2 separate regions of the Zea mays genome follow, and region 1 is linked to region 2. The links are chromatin contacts, called in public ChIA-PET maps. All regions are on one chromosome and are shown on one strand. Each heading gives the region's core, a stretch centred on a gene start, on an enhancer-like site or on the middle of the called end of the contact. The rest is flanking DNA. Distances are from core to core; before and after follow the strand shown.

The links. ChIA-PET counts read pairs in DNA pulled down with a chosen protein or histone mark.
Region 1: a contact with region 2 is called in an RNA polymerase II ChIA-PET map of seedling, with 5 times the contacts expected there. The contact joins the promoter of LOC100276553 here to the promoter of LOC100283139 in region 2. A contact is called at or near these places in 12 of 25 Hi-C or Micro-C datasets (bundle sheath, ear, endosperm and 5 more) and 2 of 3 datasets of contacts at active chromatin or transcription factors (leaf and seedling).

What each region holds. Positions count from the first base shown.
Region 1 is chr7:152,117,103-152,122,280 of Zm-B73-REFERENCE-NAM-5.0, forward strand. LOC100276553 reads left to right here and starts at 1,345. Exons shown (of 5, transcript NM_001150314.2): 1 at 1,345-2,481; 2 at 2,579-2,658; 3 at 2,744-2,815; 4 at 2,895-3,175; 5 at 3,178-3,351. The coding sequence starts at 1,444. The coding sequence ends at 3,175. LOC103633127 (probable anion transporter 5, chloroplastic) reads left to right here and starts at 3,576. Exons shown (of 15, transcript XM_008654806.4): 1 at 3,576-4,314; 2 at 4,926-5,071. The coding sequence starts at 3,952.
Region 2 is chr7:151,902,255-151,906,881 of Zm-B73-REFERENCE-NAM-5.0, forward strand. LOC100283139 (blue copper protein) reads right to left here and starts at 2,973. Exons shown (of 2, transcript NM_001156041.2): 1 at 2,626-2,973; 2 at 1,898-2,492. The coding sequence starts at 2,782. The coding sequence ends at 2,143. It overlaps LOC100382283 (putative protein phosphatase 2C 21), which reads left to right. Exons shown (of 11, transcript NM_001175033.1): 9 at 63-115; 10 at 1,359-1,413; 11 at 1,506-2,003. The coding sequence ends at 1,514. LOC100285422 (transmembrane 9 superfamily protein member 4) reads right to left here. Exons shown (of 7, transcript NM_001158315.2): 7 at 4,117-4,627. The coding sequence ends at 4,398.

The DNA.
Region 1 (5,178 bases), core at 95-2,594, 210 kb after region 2:
CCTGACGTTTGTGTGGTTGGTCTACAGGAAACTGGGGGCTGTGGAGAGGGAAGCGCTGACCAAGTTCTTGACGGACAGGGAGGTGGAAGACGAGCTCGCCGGATTCTTGCACTACTACGTGGCAAACAAGCAAGGAGAAGATGGAACTGCTCCGGTGGTTGAAGAGTGAAGATGAAACCATTTCAGTAGAATAAGAAGCCACACAGCAGGTAATATGGGTGATTCCAATACAAATGAGTTCTAAGTTAAAGGCCATATTGTTGGGTGGGTCGATGATGATGAGCTAGCAGTGACGCCTAAGAAAAATGAAAAGCCAAGTGCAAGTACCTTTGTTGGTTAAGTTTATACCTACAGTTGCAGCTCCTATTCTGTAAAATTGAAGCTTGCTTTTGGGTTTTAACCTATCTAGTGTCTGTAGTTTGATTTCTGAAAGAAAAACGGAATACATGTGGTCCAACAAGACTGTCAAATGAATAGAGCAATTTGCCGATGGTCTACCTGTGTAATTTCAGTAGGTTACTTCTGTTAACTTTTTTTTGGACCGGGATACTGCTGTTAAATTGATGTAGCCAACTTGTGCCAACCCACAACGAAATAAGTTTCTGTGTTGCCTCTTCTCTGGGAAATTTTTTAATTTTTCATAACTGGATTGAGGGATTTGGTGCAAATATGCACCTGATAACATGTTTTCTATTACTATTCTGTATTCTGTATCTATCCACAACAAGTCATACTAATCATTAATTGGCGCGCCCAAATCTATGAACTCTCTCTCGACTTGTAGACGCCCTGCCCATGTAACCACGGTTACTCCCTGAACTATGAACGAATCTAACGGCTGATGGTCTGTTTAGATAGCTCAGCGCTCTTGGAAATTGATGATCTGAATATCCTACTGCATTATCAAATTATCATTTCTTCATGATAATATTGCTGTCAGCGGTGTATCTTTTAAATTCTCCCCCGTTGGTTTTTTTTTTTTTGCAATGCCAAATATGTTCATTTTGGATTTCCATGGAGTTGCTACGTGCGTGCTAGAGTAGTTTGCTCTTGTAAATTTGGACTTCCAGTGTCAAAAGGGCCTGCAACGGTTGGAGTAAGCGGGGCGAGGGTTCAGATTTGAGAAGAGCCTCAGCCCTCTCAGCACATGAACGTCAATCCAAAAGTCGCATATGCAAGGGGAAGCTGCCAGTGCCAGCCGGACAGGCATGAGGGTGTGTGCTTACGACCTCACTGCCAAGCGGGGCCCACCTGCAGATCCAACCCTCCCCGCAACGGCTAGTTCCGGCCCCCGCAGCCGTTGGGACAAAAGGCAAACAAAACCAGAGTCCAGAGGGAGCGGAGCTCTCCCACCAAACCACCGTTCTAAACGCTCCCCTAGTCCCCTGCTCAGCTTCTCCAGAGATCGCCAAAGAAGCAGCATCGGCAGTAAGCTCTGCGGCGATGGGGTACACGTACACTCCGACATACTACTCGGGCCTGCAGGACACCATCGCGTCGCTCTGCAAGTCCATCCTGCCCTCCTTCCGCGTGGGCCGGCGGCTCACCGCCGACCAGGCCGCCGCGCGGCGCCACGCCGAGCAGCTCAAGTGGCAGCAGGAGTCCTTCCACCGCATCCTCCACCTCGCCGCGCTCCACCGCGAGGGCATCGCTCCGGCCTCCGACGTTGCCGCCTTCCGCGGAACCATGCTCGCGGCGCTCGTCGCGCCGCCGCAGCACCTCGAGCAGCCCGCTGTGCTCCGGGACAAGCTCCTCTTCCTCCAGGAGCTCCTCTACGCCAAGTGCGTCTCCGCGGCGGAGTACAACGCGTCCAAGGCGCCCCTCGTGCAGCGGCTCGCCGCGTTCGGCGTCATCGTCGACTGCCCCGACGCGGAGGTCTCGGCCGAGGAGTGGTCGGAGATCGACCTCCGTGACCCGCCTCCTCCCGCCACTGCGGCGGCCTCCGACAAGCCGAAGCACAAGGCCTTCGTCACGCCATGGAAGAGCAGATCCAAGAAGGACCAGGACGTGAACAGCAGCGCATCAAGGCCGCCGCTGGCCCCTGTGGACCATAACAACGCCACCAACGCGCCAGTCTTCATGACCGAGAGCTCGCCGTCGGAAACGGTTCCCTCCGGGAAGGCCGAGAAAGGGAAGAGGAGGCATCTGGCAGGGATGTTCCACAGCGGCGGCAGTGGCACCGAGAACAAGGAGCCTGCGGGGGAGGAAGGGGTCGTCGAGAAAGAGACGGTGAGAGGTAAGAAGAAGAGCTCGTGGGGGTTCGATGGCATCAAGAAGTGGACGAAAGCCGGTGCCTGTAACAGTGGCGAGGCGGCAGCCACCGGTGAGCAGCCGCAGCATGTTCCTCCGCGCTCATCTTACAGCGAGTGCCAGCTGGAGGCGAGCCCCATGGCTGCTTCTGGACCGGATGCCAAGAGGGCCAAGACGAGGCTGCACTCGGACACGGACAATGACTCTGCTTCCGAGCTGCTGCGTGACAAGGTACTGTCTGTGTATTGCTGATTCCTCTTACCCTGTATAAGTTTGCTTTAAGGAGTAGCAGTGATGAAGTTACAATATGCATCTGGAATCACTGAAGGTTCTGGTGGAGAACACAAAGAAAGAGCTCTCAAGGATTCAGGCTGAGCTATCATCTACAAATCGGAACTTGAACTTCTCGTAAGTTGTAATCCACTCTGTTCTCGGACAACGTATTTTCTTTCGACCATCTTCAGTTGTTCAGAGATGGCTCTTGGCTTTGTAGGAATCAGCAGATGGAGGCCATCTCAACAAAGCTTCCGGTGGACAAGTCTGACCTCAAGTCCTACTTCCCAAAGTAGATCACTGGGCCATCTACCATCCAAATTAGGCACATGATTTCTCATAACTGAGATGGTGTCAATTTTTTTTTGCAGGGCATGGTGTGATCAGCACGGGGATGGCGTGATCACCGCGGCTAAGGAAGGGTTCAAGCAGCACGTCGAAGAGATGGAGAAGCAGAGGGACATCACTGGCAGTGAGGGCTGGGCTACCTTTGAGGACATCGACCTTGATGACAACTTCAACCCGAGGGCCTTCTCTCGCCACCAGCCGGACTCTGCGGTGAAAGGCAAGAAAGTCAATGAAAGCCTCACCAGCAGTTTCACAAACCCATTCTACAGCGAGAAGAACCCGTTCTTGAACACAAACTACAACTGAATGATGTTGAACTCTTTTGCGTTGGGATGTATCAGTCCGTTTATATTTTTGTTACTGGTATAATGTTGTTATTGTACTTAGGGTTCAATTGTTACATTGGATCAGGGTTGTTGTTTATGACGTAAGAAGTTGTATGGTTGGAGATTACTTGATCATTCTTGATATCTACTAATATTGAAATCATTTAGGTGTCTAGTTGAGTTTCGATAAGAGTCCAAACATTGAGATTGGCCTAGGGCCCGGCTCTGCCTACAGCGTCCGTGTAAACTTAACGCCATAGGAACAGACGCCGACTCCGATAATATAGTCCCACCAATAACGTAAACATGAAATTTTGTATAAAAAAACTAAAAATGTCAGCAATATGTTACATAAAACTAAAAAATTACAATGAACGCTGTACTAAATCGATGCATACAAAATCATTGTTTGCAGTTTGCTGATGTGCTAGAGACAAATTTATCTTCTATGCAATCCGCGTCAACACGAGGCAGGCAGCGGTCATGCGACGTCACTAAGCAGGTCCCGGTAGCTGACACGTGGGCCCCGGTTCCGTGGCGCTGTGGCCCACGGCGACGGTAACCACACCACACGCTCTCGGCTTCGTGCTGTCCTCTCGGCCGCGCAAATCTATAGAAAGCTGTGTAAAAATCTCTAGAGTGAGTTCACAGCCCAACAATTGCGCACACTTTTTCGTGGCCGCTCTGCTCTCCAGAATTCTAAACATCACGCGTCTACGCCCCTTGCAGCCTTGCTCGCAGTTCGCTCCACGACATGGCGGCCTCGGTGCTGCAGGCCGAGCGCCACCTGCTCCTGCTCGGCAGCGGCCGCAACCGTCCCCTCCTCCGCATGCTCCCGCCACGCGTGCTCTTCCCGCACCGGCGCCGCAGCTGGCCCCGGGCCGTGAGGGTGTCACCCGGCGACGGCGAGGGCGCGGGAGGGTTCGCGAGCGCCGTGGAGAAGCGCTCGATACCGGGGATAGTTGAGGAGGAAGGGTATGGAGCGAGGGGAGAGGAGTTGGAAGGGGACGTGGCCGGGGCTTTGGAGCAGAGGTGGCCTCCGTGGGATGGGTTGGCCGAGCGGTACAAGCTCATCGGCGCCACCTCCCTCGCCTTCGTCATCTGCAACATGGACAAGGTGACCCATCCTGTTTGTCTCTATCACGTGGACGGTTCCGTCCTGGGCACTTGGCACGGGATGACAGGCTGGCAGGCGGCTAATTGCACTGTTACGATTTTGCTCTACGGTATTTTGAGCTGCTAGAATTAAAATGACTATGAATTCGAGTTGTTGACCTGCTATAGTTTTGCTCATGGAAAACTAGGTAGTCAATGACATTTACCGGATATTCAGTGGGAATTTGGGTGGCAACTGGCAAAACGATTGCACTGTTTTTTTCCTCTGGGTTTCCTTTAGAGAACTTTAGCTGAAGTCCACTGATGCAATAGTCTTTGTGCTTGCTCTAAGGAAACGTGCCATATCTAACTGTCACATTTTTTAGGGCTTATTTTGGAACTCATTTGCATCACTAGTACAAACATGTAACCTTCACTATGTACCAACAGGGCTTTTAGGCATTTCCTTACGAGCATGAAATTGTTTGAAGTAATGAAGTTGCTATTTACAGTTTAATGCACTCTTCTTCATGTGACATATTTATTTAATTCTATGAAAGCTTTTATGGATGATCGGTCCATCATCCTTTCCTGAGAGGAACAACTGTTCATTGCAATATTCTAATTTTGCAGGTTAACTTGAGTGTCGCAATTATTCCAATGTCACATCAATATGGTTGGAACTCATCAACTGCTGGCTTAGTTCAGTCCTCATTCTTTTGGGGTTATGCATTGAGTCAACTACCAGGAGGATGGCTGGCAAAATTGTTTGGCGGAAGGTTTGTTTATGACTTTAGGGTAACAAAATCATCTTGAATATGTACGAATACAGTGTCTATGCTTATGAAAATACTGATCTAATATGGCATCTGCTTGTGAAGTAGGA
Region 2 (4,627 bases), core at 1,723-4,222:
TTTTCTTGAAACCTTGAACACAAATACACAATTTACTAAGGGTTGCTTTGGCTTCTGATCAGGTCCAGCTCTCGGAGGATGATGAATTCATTGTTTTAGCTTGTGATGGAATTTGGTATGCTTTATATTTCTCTACTGAATGTAAATTTAATATAACTCAATTGTTTTCTTCTACTAGTATTTGTTTGCATTCATTTTTGTTGTGTTACCAAAATAAACAAACTATCTACATGAGGTACATCATCCTTGAAGAGAGGATGCCATAATTGGCTTCCTTAGTTTTCATGTATTATAATTACTCTGGGTAAGAGATAATGAAATCACTCTTTTGTCATGGCTGTGTGTGGAATACTACATGAACAATTTCGATGATGTTTATCATTCAATCAATCATAGAAAATCCTGAATACACAATTATGAACTGGCCAAGGGTGCTTAATGTTCTTCGGGCAAAAGCATCTTATTGACCATGGACTTATTAGCTTAAAAATCCCTATTTCAGGGCAGAGGGAGTAACTCACAAACCAGGCTTTGCAGTTTCTGATATGTAACTAAGTAAAGCAGAACACCTGCAAATTGTCATACAAATACTGTATCAAATGAGTAATCAGCTTGCGTATCTAATCTGTATTTGTGATGCCACACATATTTTGGATTTGAGCTAATTCCTTAGAAGTAGCACACTAGGGTTTGCAGTTGTTGATATCTAAACTGTTTATAGATATATGTATGTTGTATCCATGTTGTATACAATTAATGAATTTCTAATTGACAAACCTAGTACCAGAGGCTCCCACATGAGTCGAGTTTGGTGCAGGGATAAACTGAGGCAAGTCTTTCCCCTCAAATGCATAGAGACTGCTTCGAACCCGTGAGCCGTGACCTAGTGACTTAGTGAGATAGCTCTCACCACTACACCAGGCCCACCCTTCCTATTAAAATTATAATTGGGAAATGTTTATTTGTTTTGCATACATTAGCTAGATAGTTAGATTGACACGGTGGGCATGTCAAATAAAGTTGCAATCTATAGTTCTTTTCGAGTTCGAAATATTGTGCATTGAGCCGCGCGATATTGGACCCCCACCGAAAAAAGGAGACTGATGGACACTCTTGAGCTCCATTGCAGTTTGAGTGCATAAGGCATCGATGGTTCCACACAAATAGAATTAATCCATGATAGACAAGCAGATCCCTGGTCTTTAGGTTGGAAACTGATACTTTGGTTACAAGTATCCATGTTGCCATGGATAATTTTGGAATCCATGCTTTGATTTTAGATTCAATTGGTGAACCCCACTAGTGCTGTTACTCTGCTTATTGTATTGTCGTTGCTGAACATTTTTTTCTTCATACAGGGATTGCATGTCAAGTCAAGAAGTAGTTGATTTTGTACATAAACAGCTAAAGACCGTAAGTGGAGCACACTGTTGTGTTTGATACCTTTACACTTTAAATTGTTCCCTCATGCGCCTAATAACTTAACAGGAGGATAAGATATCTAGTGTGTGTGAGAAGTTGCTCAACCGCTGTGTGGCACCTACATCTGGTGGCGAAGGATGTGATAACATGACGGTTATTGTGGTTCAATTCAAGAAACCAGCTTTAGCTGTTGCTACTTCTAGCGCTGAGCAGTCTGCTACCACTGCAGAAGGGATGCGGCCCAAGTAAGCTTTCCTTTGACTGAAGCTACTACACTAGCAGCGTTTGAAATCTCAGCGTTGTAAAATCCCAAGTTATTCTTTCAGAATTTGAGTTGCCTTTGTGAACAGCGAGGTCGATGGCCCAGATTACCCCCCGAAGTAGGCGTTGAGTGGCACACCGTGCTGTGGAGCTCTAACCGGTGGATAATAGACAAAAAAGGATAGTGAGGTGGTGTATATAAGAAAAGGGATTCTATTCGACAATCTCTTATAGGGTTTGTTGCTTCCTTCTTTCTAGTGTTCAGAGTCGTCGCAACCTGTAATACATGGCATGTTGGTGCTTAAATTGGTTTTTTTGTGAAATGCATTGATGAGTTGTCGGAAGGGTAGTTTAGCTTCTCAAGCAGATTTGCTTGCAGAAAAGTGAAAGATCCGAATGAGATGGGAGCAAAAACAAAAATACTAGAACAATGTTCAGTGAATGCATGGAATAAGGCTCCTAGCAGAAAGCAGCCACTGCAGCTGCGGCGACTGCGAGCGTCGCCAGCCACGCGGCGCTCCTGGTCCCGAGCGCCGCCGCGGCGGCCTCTTCCTGTGCGCCGGTGTCCGCATGGCTGCTGGAGCCCTTGGAGGTAGCGTTGTGCGGGAGCGGGTGGACAGTGATGGCGACCTTCATGCCTTGCAGGCAGAAGCCGTTGCCGCAGACAAAGTAGTAGCGGCGGGCGGCGGGGAGTGGGATGAAGTCCTTGCCGGAGGTCCAGTTGCCGGCGACCCCAGCCATGGTGCAATTGTCGTACCCCGTCTCGTTCACCTCGAACACGTTATGCGTCCCCTTCTGATACCGGAACGCTGCACAGCAACATTGCGGTGTTAGCAGCAATCAGGGCTCCAACGGGAGCCTCACCTCGCTATGAAATGAAATGGATCTAATACGGCAGCCAGAAGGGCCTAGAATTTCTTGTTTGGATGAGGAGGGCCTTACAGATGAGGTCGCCGACGTAGAAGGTCTGGTTGCCGGACCAGAGGGAGTAGTTGATGTTGGGGTTCCACCCATGGTTGGCCCCAACGATGTGGTCCGTGCCGGCGGAGGGACCAAGCGCGAAGCCGGCAAGCACCGCGGCGACAAGGAGCCACGACATTGCGGCTGCGGTGCGAGCACCACGTTGGGGAGACGGCCGTGGTTATGTGAGCAGAAGAGCGAAGAGGAGGCAGAGAGCAAGTGAACTGCGGCGGAAGTGCTGTCGTACAGTCAGTGGGCGGACCGGCGTAGCCGCGTAGGAAAGGAGACAGGACACAGGAGCCCGGCAGCAGCACCAATTATATCGCTAGTGTCAGCCCCGAGCCCGACTCGAGTATGGTTTTGCTGCGGAGTGTGGGTGTGGCCCGCTTTTTTTGTTGGGGCACCACGGATTTCAGCAGATTTGGCGGGAATTGAGCCCTTTATACGCGCCATGACTGGTTCCCTGGCGAGTGGCTAGGCCCCTGAGAGTCAGTTCGAACGTGACGGACTGCTGCAAACAGCAATGCAGCAGGCATCTGCCGAGCCTGAGAGAAGCAACTTCCCAGGTTTCTCCATCCCATGGCACCCTTTCATTTCATTTCCCCATGTACACCAATGGCGAAATCAGGTTGGGAAATTTGATGATTAATTATGGCTGATTTGGTGATCAAAGAATTAGAGAAAATCCATGAGAGAAGAATCTCCTTGCTAAGAGCTAGTTTAGTAATCTCATTTTTAAGCGATTTTCAATTTTCTAAGAGAAATGAATTAATTTCTACTGGAAAAAATTGAAATCACTTGCAAAAAAATGGGGTTGAGAACTCCATTCTGGGATTTTTATTTCCCAAAAAAACAAACTAATTTAGTTTGAGAAAATAGAAATCACTATTCCTAAGCAAGGAGATTTCTCCCATATAGATGTCCTCCAATTCTCTGATCATCAAACCAAACCAACTCTTACTGCCTAATACCTCAAGCAGGCATAGTGACTTAATGATAACACTCAACTTTTAAAATGCCAGCATTCGATTCACAGCACAACAAATGAGCATTGCTGGAACAAAGATTTTTGCAAGTCAAAGCGCCAGCTCTGATCTCTAAGGAACTGAGGTTACATTCTTGCCAATTGCTATTGAATTGGAATTTACTTAATAATATAGGTCATTTAGTTTAGAATTTGGCATTCTACCACTTTCCAAAGTTTAGAGATAAATCTAGGGAGATTGATTTTATGTATCACTAATCTACATTTTTTTACTCGGTAACTTACAACTCGGCTCACTCCTCTATAGTATAACTGAAGTACATAAATATTTATCCCATGTGACCAACAATAATATACAAATATATTCTGCATAAAACCATATTAGCTTAATTAATCTATATCTAAATTTACTATTCAATTCCAGGATCCAAACGGTGGATTTCATACTGGTCTTGGAGCCCTACAGTAATTCACCGGTACAAGCATATACCTGTCACAATGAATTTAATTTATATAGAGCCCCACAAAAAAATTTGTCACAAGGTACAGCCTCATCATAATGTGTTTACCCTTATATTTTTCAGTTCCAAATCACTAAAGTGTATAACCTGACAATAACAAAACATAAACCATCTGTAAACTAAATCCTAAACAGTAAAATTTTCCTGAAAACCTTCAAAAAAAGGAGGGGGGGTAATTCCCCAATCCACATTAATCATACAATTATCTTGACTCCATTGAAACATGTGCTGTTCTGTCATCTTGGCACCTAATCGATCTTCACTGAAGAGTAAATCAACCTAGTGAACCAGAAGCAGGCGCAGAAACCAATTGTGCCAGTCAGCACGAAGAAGGCATATGAGGCGAGAAGCATGTAGCCGAAGTACAAGATGCCAGACACCAGCTTAGTGATCTGCAGTTTCGTGAAGAAGTAGAAACCAGCGTACAGGAAGAGATACAGGGCGGAGGATCCTGAGGTAAGGTAAGACCTCCACCACC